Regions from separate parts of the Capra hircus genome. Here region 1 is linked to region 2. A link is a contact called in public Hi-C data. All regions are on one chromosome and are shown on one strand. The core of a region is the stretch at or near the end of the contact, and the rest is flanking DNA. Distances in the headings are between cores, read along the strand shown. Region 1 has its middle 56 kb from the start of SEMA7A. Region 2 overlaps EDC3 (enhancer of mRNA-decapping protein 3).

What was found. A called contact is a pair of places that touch in the nucleus more often than the background predicts.
Region 1: a Hi-C map of blood shows a contact between it and region 2, with 6 times the contacts expected there. The contact joins two enhancer-like sites. A contact is called at or near these places in 2 of 5 Hi-C or Micro-C datasets (both in blood).

The regions. Positions count from the first base shown.
Region 1 is chr21:33,730,734-33,736,120 of ARS1.2, forward strand. No RefSeq gene overlaps it. Among named protein-coding and RNA genes, the nearest start is that of SEMA7A, 56 kb to the left of the region's middle. Within about 2 kb of position 3,643, at least 2 of the 5 cell types and tissues checked have an H3K27ac peak or open chromatin away from gene starts, as enhancers often do.
Region 2 is chr21:33,488,323-33,493,469 of ARS1.2, forward strand. EDC3 (enhancer of mRNA-decapping protein 3) reads left to right here. Exons shown (of 7, transcript XM_018066133.1): 6 at 1,561-1,778; 7 at 4,345-5,147. The coding sequence ends at 4,679. Among named protein-coding and RNA genes, the nearest start is that of CLK3, 19 kb to the right of the region's middle. Within about 2 kb of position 1,824, at least 1 of the 5 cell types and tissues checked has an H3K27ac peak or open chromatin away from gene starts, as enhancers often do.

The sequences.
Region 1 (5,387 bases), core at 2,393-4,892, 240 kb after region 2:
GCTGTGAGACTGGATGCGGGCACCTAGGAGCATGTACGGGGAGAAGCCCTGGGAGCCGCTAATCAGGGTCCTCCCAGAAGCTGGTTGGGGGGGCGTGGTGCAGTGCGAAACCAGACAAGGCCCGGGGGCCAGCCGCCTGTCTAGGAGAGGACAAGTGGGCAGCAGGGCCGGTTAGCGCCCCCAGGACAGAGGGGAGAGCAGCCCCAGTAGGGAGGGTGTGAGATGGGACTTGTGGGCAGAAATTGCCCAGAGGGTGGGTTCTCTTGATTTGAGGAAGAATTTTCTCATCAATGGAACCCCTGAAGATAACACAGGCTTCTTTGGGCCCTGAGCTCCCTGTCACAGGAGGCGTGTGAGGCATGCCTGATGGCCCCTCTGTAGAGGGGAACTGTTTCTGCGGGGATTTTTGCTGCGGGTGGTGAGCGAGGTGAGGTCAGAGAGTCTGCATCTGGTCAGGGGGCATTGCTTCCTCCGCATTGAACGGACCCCTTCCTTGGCTGCAAGCTCGGACTTGTGTGTGCTGGGCCCCTGCCCCTCTGCAGGTCTCAAGCCCTCTTCTTGGGGCGCTTCCCCTTCCTCCTTTCACCCTATGCCCGCTGCAGGGCAGGCCTCTGAGGCAAGGTTTCCTGCCTGTCATCACATGAAGAGAATTACCTCGGAGATACAGCAGCAGCCACGGCCAGCCCCTCATCCCATTCCTTGCCCCACCCCCCTGCCCCCACCATCGGCCTGAGGGCTGCAGTTGACGGGCTGGCCCTGGGGAGGGGGCTCCCGAGATGTTTCCTTAGATGTATAATTGAAATTGCACTGCTTGGTAATTAGGAGATGTGGCACACTGCTCTATAAATGACTGTAATTATAGTTACTTTCTGCAGCCAAACCAGGAGTTTCGGGGATCACCTGGGGGAACCAGGCGAGAGGGGGAGGGCAGGAGAGGTGAAGACTTGGTTGAGGAGGGTCTGCCATGGGCCAGGCCCTCACCTCCAGTTGACTATACTCACAAGGTCCCTTCCAGAGACCCCTAGGGGCTCTAGGTAACTGACTGGCCTGGAGACCATGTAGTTCAAGGCCCCAGTTAGACAGAAGGGAGAAGTCTGGAGAAGAAGGTGATGGTTTGGTTTAGTTGCTGAGTCGTGTCCAACTCTTGTGACCCTATGGACTGTCATCGCCAGGCTCCTCTGTCCATGGGATTCTCCAGGCACAAATGCTGGAGTGGGTTGCCATTTCCTTTTCCAGAGGATCTTCCCAACCCAAGAATTGAACCCGGATCTCCTGCGTTGCTGGAGGACTCCTGCATTACAGGCAGATTCTTTACCGATTGAGCTACAAAGGAGGAGACTTGCCCAAAATGAGAGCGGCATCACCCGAAGAACCTGCACTGGATCCTAGCCTTCCCTCCTGCAGACTGAGCCTCTCATTGGGGGTTTTGGTCCATGCCAAGCGCTTTCTCCTCTCCTGGTGTTTCCCCTCTACCTGCTTCAGCCTCACACACTTCCCTCCCTTCTCTCTGGGCTATATCAGGTCTCTGCGTGATGGCACCTCCTCTAGGAAGCCTTCCCTGAACTTCTGGGCAGGGTCAGAGCCTCCTCAGGTCTCCACGGCCCCAGTGCATCTCTCTGTCCTCCAGTGACAGTCTTACCCTGCGGACCTGTCTTCCTTAGAAATGATGGTCTTGAGGTCATGGATCCCCTTCAATTCCCAGCAAGGAAACGGAGATGGCTTGGACTGGCTTCTGAAAACTGGTGGTTAAGTGTTCAGGAATTTTGTGAACTGGGTGTGAAATGTAGCCATTGTTAGTGATTAAATTATATAAACCTACACTTAATTTCATTAGAAGGGGACATACACACAAGACCTCATCACTTTCTAATTCTTCTACTGTTGCCTATGCTCATAAGGTAATAGGGCGGTGGGGACACCCTCTACTATGGAGTGAACCGACCCAGCCTTCAGCAACATCACACTGGTGACTGGCCCCCTGCCATGGCAGGAATTTTGACACCACAGAAATGGGTAAATTCCACACATCTCAGAGAACTGGTTGTTAAACATTTTCCAGCTTCCCATTCAATTCATCTGTGACCACCTGCCTTGGCACACAGCAGGGGTCAGTGGAGGGCTGCCCAACAAGAGGGGAGAAAGAATTATCTGCTCCCAACACCTGCCACCGTTGTTGACTCTGGCCGCTGCCCCCTTTTCCCCTCAGGGCTCTCAGGGAGGAAGGCACAGGCAAGACCTAGGGCGGGGGCCTGCATCTGTGGGCACTGGGGCAGAGAGGTGCCATATTGCCCAAGACAGGGCTGAGGGGCCCCAGACAGTCGGCAGGTGTGGGCGGCCTTGGCAGGGCTCCTGGAGAACTGGGCCCAGGGGAGATCCTGCTATTTCCTCTCCCAAACGGTCATGGCAATGTGCCACCTTCCTGCATGCCTTCCAGCCTGAGCAGGAGCTGGCTTCAGAGAGGGTGTCTGAAGTCCCATCTCCAGCCGCACTTTGGGTAAGAGTTGGTCCTTTCAGGTTCTTTCTTTAAAGTGGCACTCCTGGACTTCCTTGGTGGGGCAGTGGATAACAGTCCATCTGCCAGTGCAGAGGACATGGGTTCGATCCCTGGTCCAGGAAGATCCCACGTGCTGCGGAGCAACTAAGCCCCTGCACCACAACCACTGATTTTGCGCTCTAGAGAATGTGAGTTTCAACTACTGAGCCCGAGGGTCTCAACTACTGAAGCCTGTGCTCCACAACAAGAGAAACCCCTGCTAGCCACAATTAGAGAAAGCCCACGCAAAAGCAACGAAGACCCTAGTGCAGCCAAAGATGAAATAAATAAATATTTTTAAAAAGAGGTACTCCTCTCTTTGAGGAGCAGACCCTTGAGACTCCCAGGTCAGGGATGAGGAAAGCGGGGAAGCTGAGCACTGCCTACCCATTGCCTCACACGCAGCAACCCTGCTCTACCCACAGTCTACAGAGGGCGGTACTGATGAATTTGCTGTTCAGCAAATTCCAGGATTTCCTGTAGGTCTGCAATATAGTGATTCTCAACCAGGGGCAACCTTGCCCCACCTTCCACCCCCAGGGCGCATTTGGCAGTATCTGGAAACATTTTTTTATTGTCACAACTGGGAAGCTGGTGTTGCTGGCATCTACTGGGTGAAGGCCGTGGATGTTGTTAAATACCCCACAGTGCACAGGAAATGTCCTCACAGGAAAGAATGATCCAGACCAAAATGCCAATCATGCCGAGGCTGAGGAACCCTGACCTGGAAAAATGTACCTGGGCACACATAGGCATAATGTCAGAGGCCTCTTCAGGTAAACAGCTTGTTCAAGGTCACCCAGCAAGTTCTCCTTATGACCCATGCAGTCAGCATAGAAACAGCACACAGCAGCAGCTCAATGAATGGTTGTTAAATCAGGAAGAAAGCCAAGAAAGGATTGGACTCTGGCCTGAAACTCCTCTCTAGGTGGTCCTGGACAGGACCCCCAGCAACGTGCTCTTGATTCTCATTGGACCCCAACTTCTGAGCAGCCATCACCACTCTTGACCAGCCCCTTCTTGACTGCGGTGAGGAGGACTGAGCCAGGCTGATGGTGGGGCAGGTAGGGCTGTCTGAGGATGAGCAGAAGGGTGGGTTGAAGCCAGCATCACACAGTTGAACCAAAGAGGCCACTCGGTATAGGGGTACACCATGGAGGTGGGCACCCAGGGGTAAAGGAGGGCTGGGCCTTGTTGCAGGTGGTGATGAGAACTGGTGTTGCCTCCCCACGGCCCTGTAGAAGGAAGCTCAGACTTTCTGACTTTACCCGACAGGTGCCCCAAGGTCCTTAATTAGCTAGAAGCCTTGTCTGAAGCCTGCATCTGGAATGGGCCTTGGAAAACACACTGGGGTTATATGTGTAAGGACCTCAGCTGCCCCCTCCATTCTCCATCCTCGTCACAGAAAGAACTGCACAGTGTGAGGCATGCAGGCTCCATAGCTCTACTCCAGGGATTATATCTGGGATTTACTCTCTACTGGCTGTGTGACCTCAGGCAAGTTACTCAACCTGTTTCCTCACCTGTAGAATGGGGTTAACACAACTGTATCTGTCTCATTGGAGAAGGAAGTGGCAGCCCATTCCAGTACTCCCACCTGGGAAATCCCGTGGACAGAGGAGCCTGGCAGGCAACCGTCCACGGTGTTGCAGAGTCAGACATGACTTAGTGACTAAACAACAATCTGTCTCACAGGGATGGTGGGAGGATCGAATGAGGTAGTTTTTTACAAAGCACTTAGAAGGATGCCTGGCCTAGAGTAAGCACTCAATGAATGTGAACTATTGCTATATTGTTTTCATTACAGGTGCAGGTGGAAACTAACCAATGACTCTTCCCTCTGGCATCTCCATCTCTCTGCTGCCCTCTAGTGGTTACTAACTGCACTGTTCTGAAGGAAGGCAAGGCGGTTAATTCTCTGTGTCCACAAAGACAATGTCTTCCTTTGGATTTCAAAGGAAATCCGCTTTTGATTGATTAATGATTGATTCTTGGATAGAGTCAAACAACTAATTTCTTCCCCTTGGCATTTGCGTATTAGTTTGCTTGAAGCAGTACCCTGCTACAAGAGGGCACTGTATATCTTCTTGATAGTTAAGATAATTGATCATTTTCTGCTTTTACAGGTGTGATAAGCTTTGACCCCAACCCATTTCTGCAAACGTCCTTATCCACCGGCTAAGGCTAACATTGCCCACCCACACCCCCAGTGGTGGGGCTTACCTGTCAGTATCCTTAAATTCTCTCTTTCTCTCCCCGTCCTACAGCTTGATGTGTAAAATAGTAGAGAGAGTGTCTGTTTTGCTCAAAGCTCTATCTCCGGTGTCCGCCCACCACAGGCTGTAGCACATAGTCGGTGCTCAGTACATGTGTGTGGAATGAGTAGTGCACTCATAGTAACCAGGTGGCCATGTTGTCCCCCTCTCCATCCTCCCCCTCTACAGACACTGTGAAAAGCGAAAGGACACCACTGAAGGTGGGGGTTCTGTGCTGGGCGCTGGCTGTGCAAAGCCAAGTGCGATCTATCCGTGAATCCTGGGGAAAGATTCTTTTAAAAGGGAATGATGAAGGTAAAGGGAGGGCATGGCTGCTGTGAGAGGTGGAGGGCAGGTTGGAGAAGGTCTGGACACCTATCTGGTTCGGCTGGTGGTAGGTCAGTGAGATCAAGGAGAAGGGCAGGCAAGAGACCCGGGGGAGCCCCCTAGTTCTGGAAGTGACAAGGCTGCCAGAGGGAGTCTGGAGCTTGGTCTTCCGCAGCACACCTGTGCTTGGGGACAACGTGGCCGATGCTCACCCCAGGTGCGGATCAACTCCTGTGTCTCTGGCCTCAGAGCAACACCTGAGGTCCGTGCAT
Region 2 (5,147 bases), core at 574-3,073:
AGCTCGGTCTCCAGCGCCTGGACTCTGACCCCTGCCTGTGGGTCTGTGGGTGTCTGGTCTGCTTTGAGTTCTCAGATGGGGCATGCCTCTGTGAGAGGAAGAGTTCATTTAGGGAATAAACCCGGGCAAGTCAGATGAACTCTGCAGTTATCTGTGAGCAGGAAGAAGTACTCACCGTATATTTCCTTACGATGCAAACATGGTGGAGCGAAATGAATAACTTGGTGTATATGAAAGTACATCACCGAATTCCCCTGAATTTATTTGGAGAGTGAGGGTTTCCTCTTTGGCTTGACATCTGTCTTCCTCTCTTTGGGGAAAACCCATAAGTGACTGTCCCTGCTCCACCCCAAGCAGGGACCTAAGCCTCTTTCTGGCTGTTCATCTCCCCTGCCTTCCTGCCCAGGGGCAGACAGCACTGTCTGGGAGTTGGGCATAGCTCTAGGGCTAATTTTAACTCCCTTATTTATGGCTTCTCTGGACCAGAGGGGTCTCGGCCTTTCTTTTGGGGTGTGGGGGGGTGTCTCCACTTTGAATGGCATAAGAAAGTGACTTCATCAGAAGTGAGTGTCCAAGGCAGCTCCCAGCCGGGGAGCCATTAGCCTTCTACGTTCTCTGTGACCAGAACTATAATGATACCAGCATCAATTGAGCCCTTTCTGTGTCAGTTCCTATTCAGAGTGCTTTACATCCACTCATCCACCCAGCAGTCTATGAAATGTAGTAGCTCCAGCGTTGCCCTTATTAGCTTACTGGCAGCTCAGAGACGAGAACTTGGACTTGCAACTAATTGAGTATGATTTACAGCTACCCTCTTTGGTACTTGCTGTGAGTCTCTTAGGAACTGAGCCAGAGTAACCCTAGAAGGAGTGGGTCAGAGATTCGTAAGTGAGGGGCTCTCTGGGCAGGTGAAGTAGTTTGAGCAGAACCAAGAAAGAGCCTTCAGGTGCCAGAGAGAGTGATGAGACCAGTCTTGCTGCAGCAGAGCAGGCACACTGGGGAAGAAGAGTCAAGAAGGCTGCAGAGGTGGGAAAACCTCTTTGCCGAGAAGTGTTTGATGTAATAGGTCCTACAGTGTATAGAACAGAAAGTGTTCTTGGTTAGCAAGCAGTGTTCTGGCAGTGGTGTTTCACCGAACAAGGTCAAGTGAACTACCTAGTGTGTGTTAAGCCGCCTCAGTCATGTCTGACTCTTTGCGACTCTGGACTGTAGCCCGCCAGGCTCCTCTGTCCATGGGATTCTCCAGGCAAGAATACTGGAGTGGGTTGCCATACCCTCCTCCAGGGGATCTTCCCGACCCAGGGATCGAACCCAGGTCTCATGTCTCCTGAATTGGCAGGTGGGTTCTTTACCACTAGCGCCACCTAAGAGGACCCAAAGATGAAGTCTGGGACAGTGGGAAGGCCACCCTGTGAGCTTGGCCTATAGTGGACTTTGTCCATCCCCTCTAGAACCTTGGCCCTGAGAGCAGCAGGTGCCAGGGGGTGTCCAGTATACCAGTATAGGGGGCAAAGTTTTGGCAAGTCTCGGCTGATGATGCTTCTTTACCTTCTGTTCCAGGCTGAATCCCAAAAACGTTCACCAGAGGCCTACAGTGGCCCTGCTATGTGGGCCTCACGTGAAGGGGGCTCAGGGTATCAGTTGTGGAAGGCACCTAGCCAACCACGATGTCCAGGTCATCCTCTTTCTGCCCAACTTCGTGAAGATGCTGGAATCCATTACCAATGAGCTGTCTCTCTTCAGCAAGACCCAGGGCCAACAAGTGTCTAGTCTCAAAGGTGAGCTCTCGCACAGGGTTGGGGAGCCCTCAGTGCTTTCATGGTCTGGTGGCACCGCCCAGTGGCGACAGGCGGAATAGCACCACAGGTGTAAAGAGCACTTTGCTCATGAGTAGTCTTAGAGTCTTAAGGAAATAAATACCTTTGGTGTCGACTTGCCTACTTCCCATCCCTTCACCTTCCTCCTCCTCCCACCACTCAGATGGAGAGGTGGGGATCCATTTATTCGTTTCACGGATAAGTACAGAATGGGCGCTGTTCCTAACACGGGATATGGCGATAGATTTTTTTTTTCCTTAATCCATGCTTTTGTGGAGCTTACATTCTGGTTAGGACAGATGACAAGTGACATTTCTCTCAGGTCAGATGGTAGTAAGTGTTATGGAGACAAATAAAACAGGGAAGGGAGCTCGAGAATGTTGGAAGGCTGGGTGGAGGGAAGCGGTAGACTTAGACATTTCGGGGCCCATCATACAGGGCCTGTGGGTCTTTATACAAGGCTTGAACTGTTAGTCTGAGTGAGATGGAGAGTCACTTTAGGAATAAGTAGCAGAAAGATAGAATCCAGCTTGGGTTCCAGACGATCATTACGTCTGTTGTTTGAGCGCAGACTGTAGATGTACACAGAATTATTAAGGCTGTTGTAAGAATAAGAAGTGATGGTGGCTGAGACAGCATGAAAGTGATGAAAGATGGTTAGTTTCTGAAGCAGTATTGAAGATAAGAGTTTATAGATTGGATGTAAAGGATAAGAGAAAGAGAAGGGTAAAGAATGACTCCAAGGTTCTTGACCTGAGTAACTGGAAGGATGGAGGTGCCATCACTGAGATGGGAAGAGCTGGGAGAGGTTTGGGGAAGAAGAGCAGAAGCTCAGTTGGAGATGCCCTTTGGATAGGCAGGTGGAAATGTTGATTGATGGAGATGAGTCTGGAGTTAAGAGAAGGGATCCAGTCTGGAGTTACAAGTGTGGGGAGGTGGTGTTTAAAGCTGTAATGAGCCTGGATAAGGTATCGTCTAGGAAGAGAGACTAGATAGGTTGTTAGAGTGAGTTCTTTGGATAGAAGTTTAAGGGACCAGCTAAGAGACAGGGAAAGAGTGGTCATTGAAGGAGAAGGAAAGCCTGGAGAGTCTGGTACCTGGAAGACAAGTAAAGAAAAGAGGGTGTGAGCAGCTGTGTCAGCAAGCCTTTCTAGGTTGAGTTCAGATGGAGATCGAGACTTCATCTGAAGTCTTCAGCCACCATCACTTCTCGATCCAGTTATTACAACAGCCTTAATAATTCTGTGTACGTCTACAGTCTGTGCTCAAACAACAGACGCAATGATCGTCTGGAACCCGAGCTGGATTATATCTTTCTGCTACTTATTCCTAAAGTGACTCTCCATCTCACTCAGACTCAAAGACTTGACTGCTGGATCCAGCAGTGTGGATGCCCCTAGTGATCTTGACAGGAGCAGTTTTAAGTGGTACAGTGAAGCGTGGTCTGATTGGAGTGGGTTGAAATGAGAACAGGGGAGAAGTGGAGCAAGTAAATGTGGCCCAGAGAAAGGGCCTTGCCAGGGATCAGATGGCAAGATAGGGCCAGAACCTCAGTCTCTTACCTCGAAGGGAAGATGCCATTCCCACTCTCAAAAGCCTCAGGGCTCACAGGGACACCCCCATCCCCACCTGTGGTGGCCTGTTCTGAGACTCTAATTAAGGTATGTTAGTACTTAAGGCTGAGACCTGGGGAGGGGTTCTCATATGTGGATTCCCCCTCTTAAGAGCTGTAATATGATGCCCTTTTTCAGGCAGTTATTCTTCCTTAGCTGCCCACAAGGCTTCCTATCCCAGTTGCTCCAGGATGTTTACCCTTGAGTTTGGTCTGATTTCCGCTAGTCTCAGTTTAACCTCTTAGGCTGGTCAGGACTTACGTGCTTATTGAGCCATCTGTTCTTACACTGTGCCAGAGGCTTGGTGAGAGCAGAGAAGCCTTTTTAAACACCTGGGAGAAGTGAGAAATTCCTTCCCTGTTCTTAAGTTTGGGCTGCAAGAAGGACTCATTTCTATAATAGGGGACCAGCAAGGCCAGTGTGGGAGCAGGCCAGACTGGTATAGAGTGACCACGCTTTTGCCTATTCACACTTCTTGGGCTAGACAGCAAATGGCAGTCAGCCCAATTCTCCTGGGCCCTGGTCACATCCTCCCCCTCAAGGCTGACTTGGTAATAGAGCCCACCTTCCCAGAGCTTATAATTTACCAGGAAGTTAGATGTGCAGAGGAGGCAGGCGCCTCATGTCCTGAGAAGCTCTGCTCACCCAGCACGACAGTGCTTCAGCCTGGGAGCTCCACGAGGACAGTGGTCCATTGGGCTGACATACCCTTGGTCTCCAGCACCCAGCCCAACCAGGTCTTGGAACTCCTGGAGCCTGAGTCCCAGCCCAACCTTGAAAAGCCTGGCCTCTGCAGAGGCATTGGAGTGGTGTCTGAATAAGACACTCTTGGTTGGGGTCACCGAGGTTCTTGTCCCAGCCTGGACTGCTCTCTGCTTTATAGGGGTTACAGATGGCACTCTTTCCACCTGCAGATCTGCCCACTAGCCCTGTGGACCTGGTGATCAACTGTCTGGATTGCCCCGAGAATGCCTTCCTGCGGGATCAGCCCTGGTACAAGGCAGCTGTGGCCTGGGCCAACCAGAACCGGGCACCAGTACTCAGCATAGACCCTCCTGTGCATGAAGGTGAACAGGGCATCGATGCCAAGTGGTCGCTGGCTCTGGGCCTGCCTCTGCCTCTGGGGGAGCATGCAGGCCGTGTCTATTTGTGCGACATCGGCATTCCCCAGCAGGTCTTCCAGGAGGTGGGCATCAACTACCACTCGCCCTTCGGCTGCAAGTTTGTCATCCCACTGCACTCTGCCTAGAAGGGCTCTGGGTGGGCTGGACCTCGTAGTCCCCTTCTGCTCCTGACACTGAACTTGACAGCGAACGCCTTAAGGATGTGAAGCTTCATGGACCTTGTTGTTGAATTTTTTCTCTTTTCATTTTGTTTCTTTGAAAGAACAGATCATATTTAAAACTGACCTGTCATGTGCCCTGAGCCAGGGAAGGCTTCCCTGCTGGGGGCACGGGGTGAGTGGCAGGCTTAAGTGCACAGTGGCTCCAGGCATCTCTACACTCGGCCCCCTGCATGGTCAGGTGGGGCTTTGTTTACAGACATAGGCAGCTCACAGACCGTACATGTCAGGTTTACAGCCACTGGGCCTGGGCCGACGCCTCACGGGGTGGGGCAGCCCTGTTTGGGGGTCTGTGCTTGCTCTGGTTCAGAGCTTGTGGCTTTGTCTCCCCTGCTTCCTCCACTCAAGCGGCCCTTCCTCTGATCGTGTAGAACT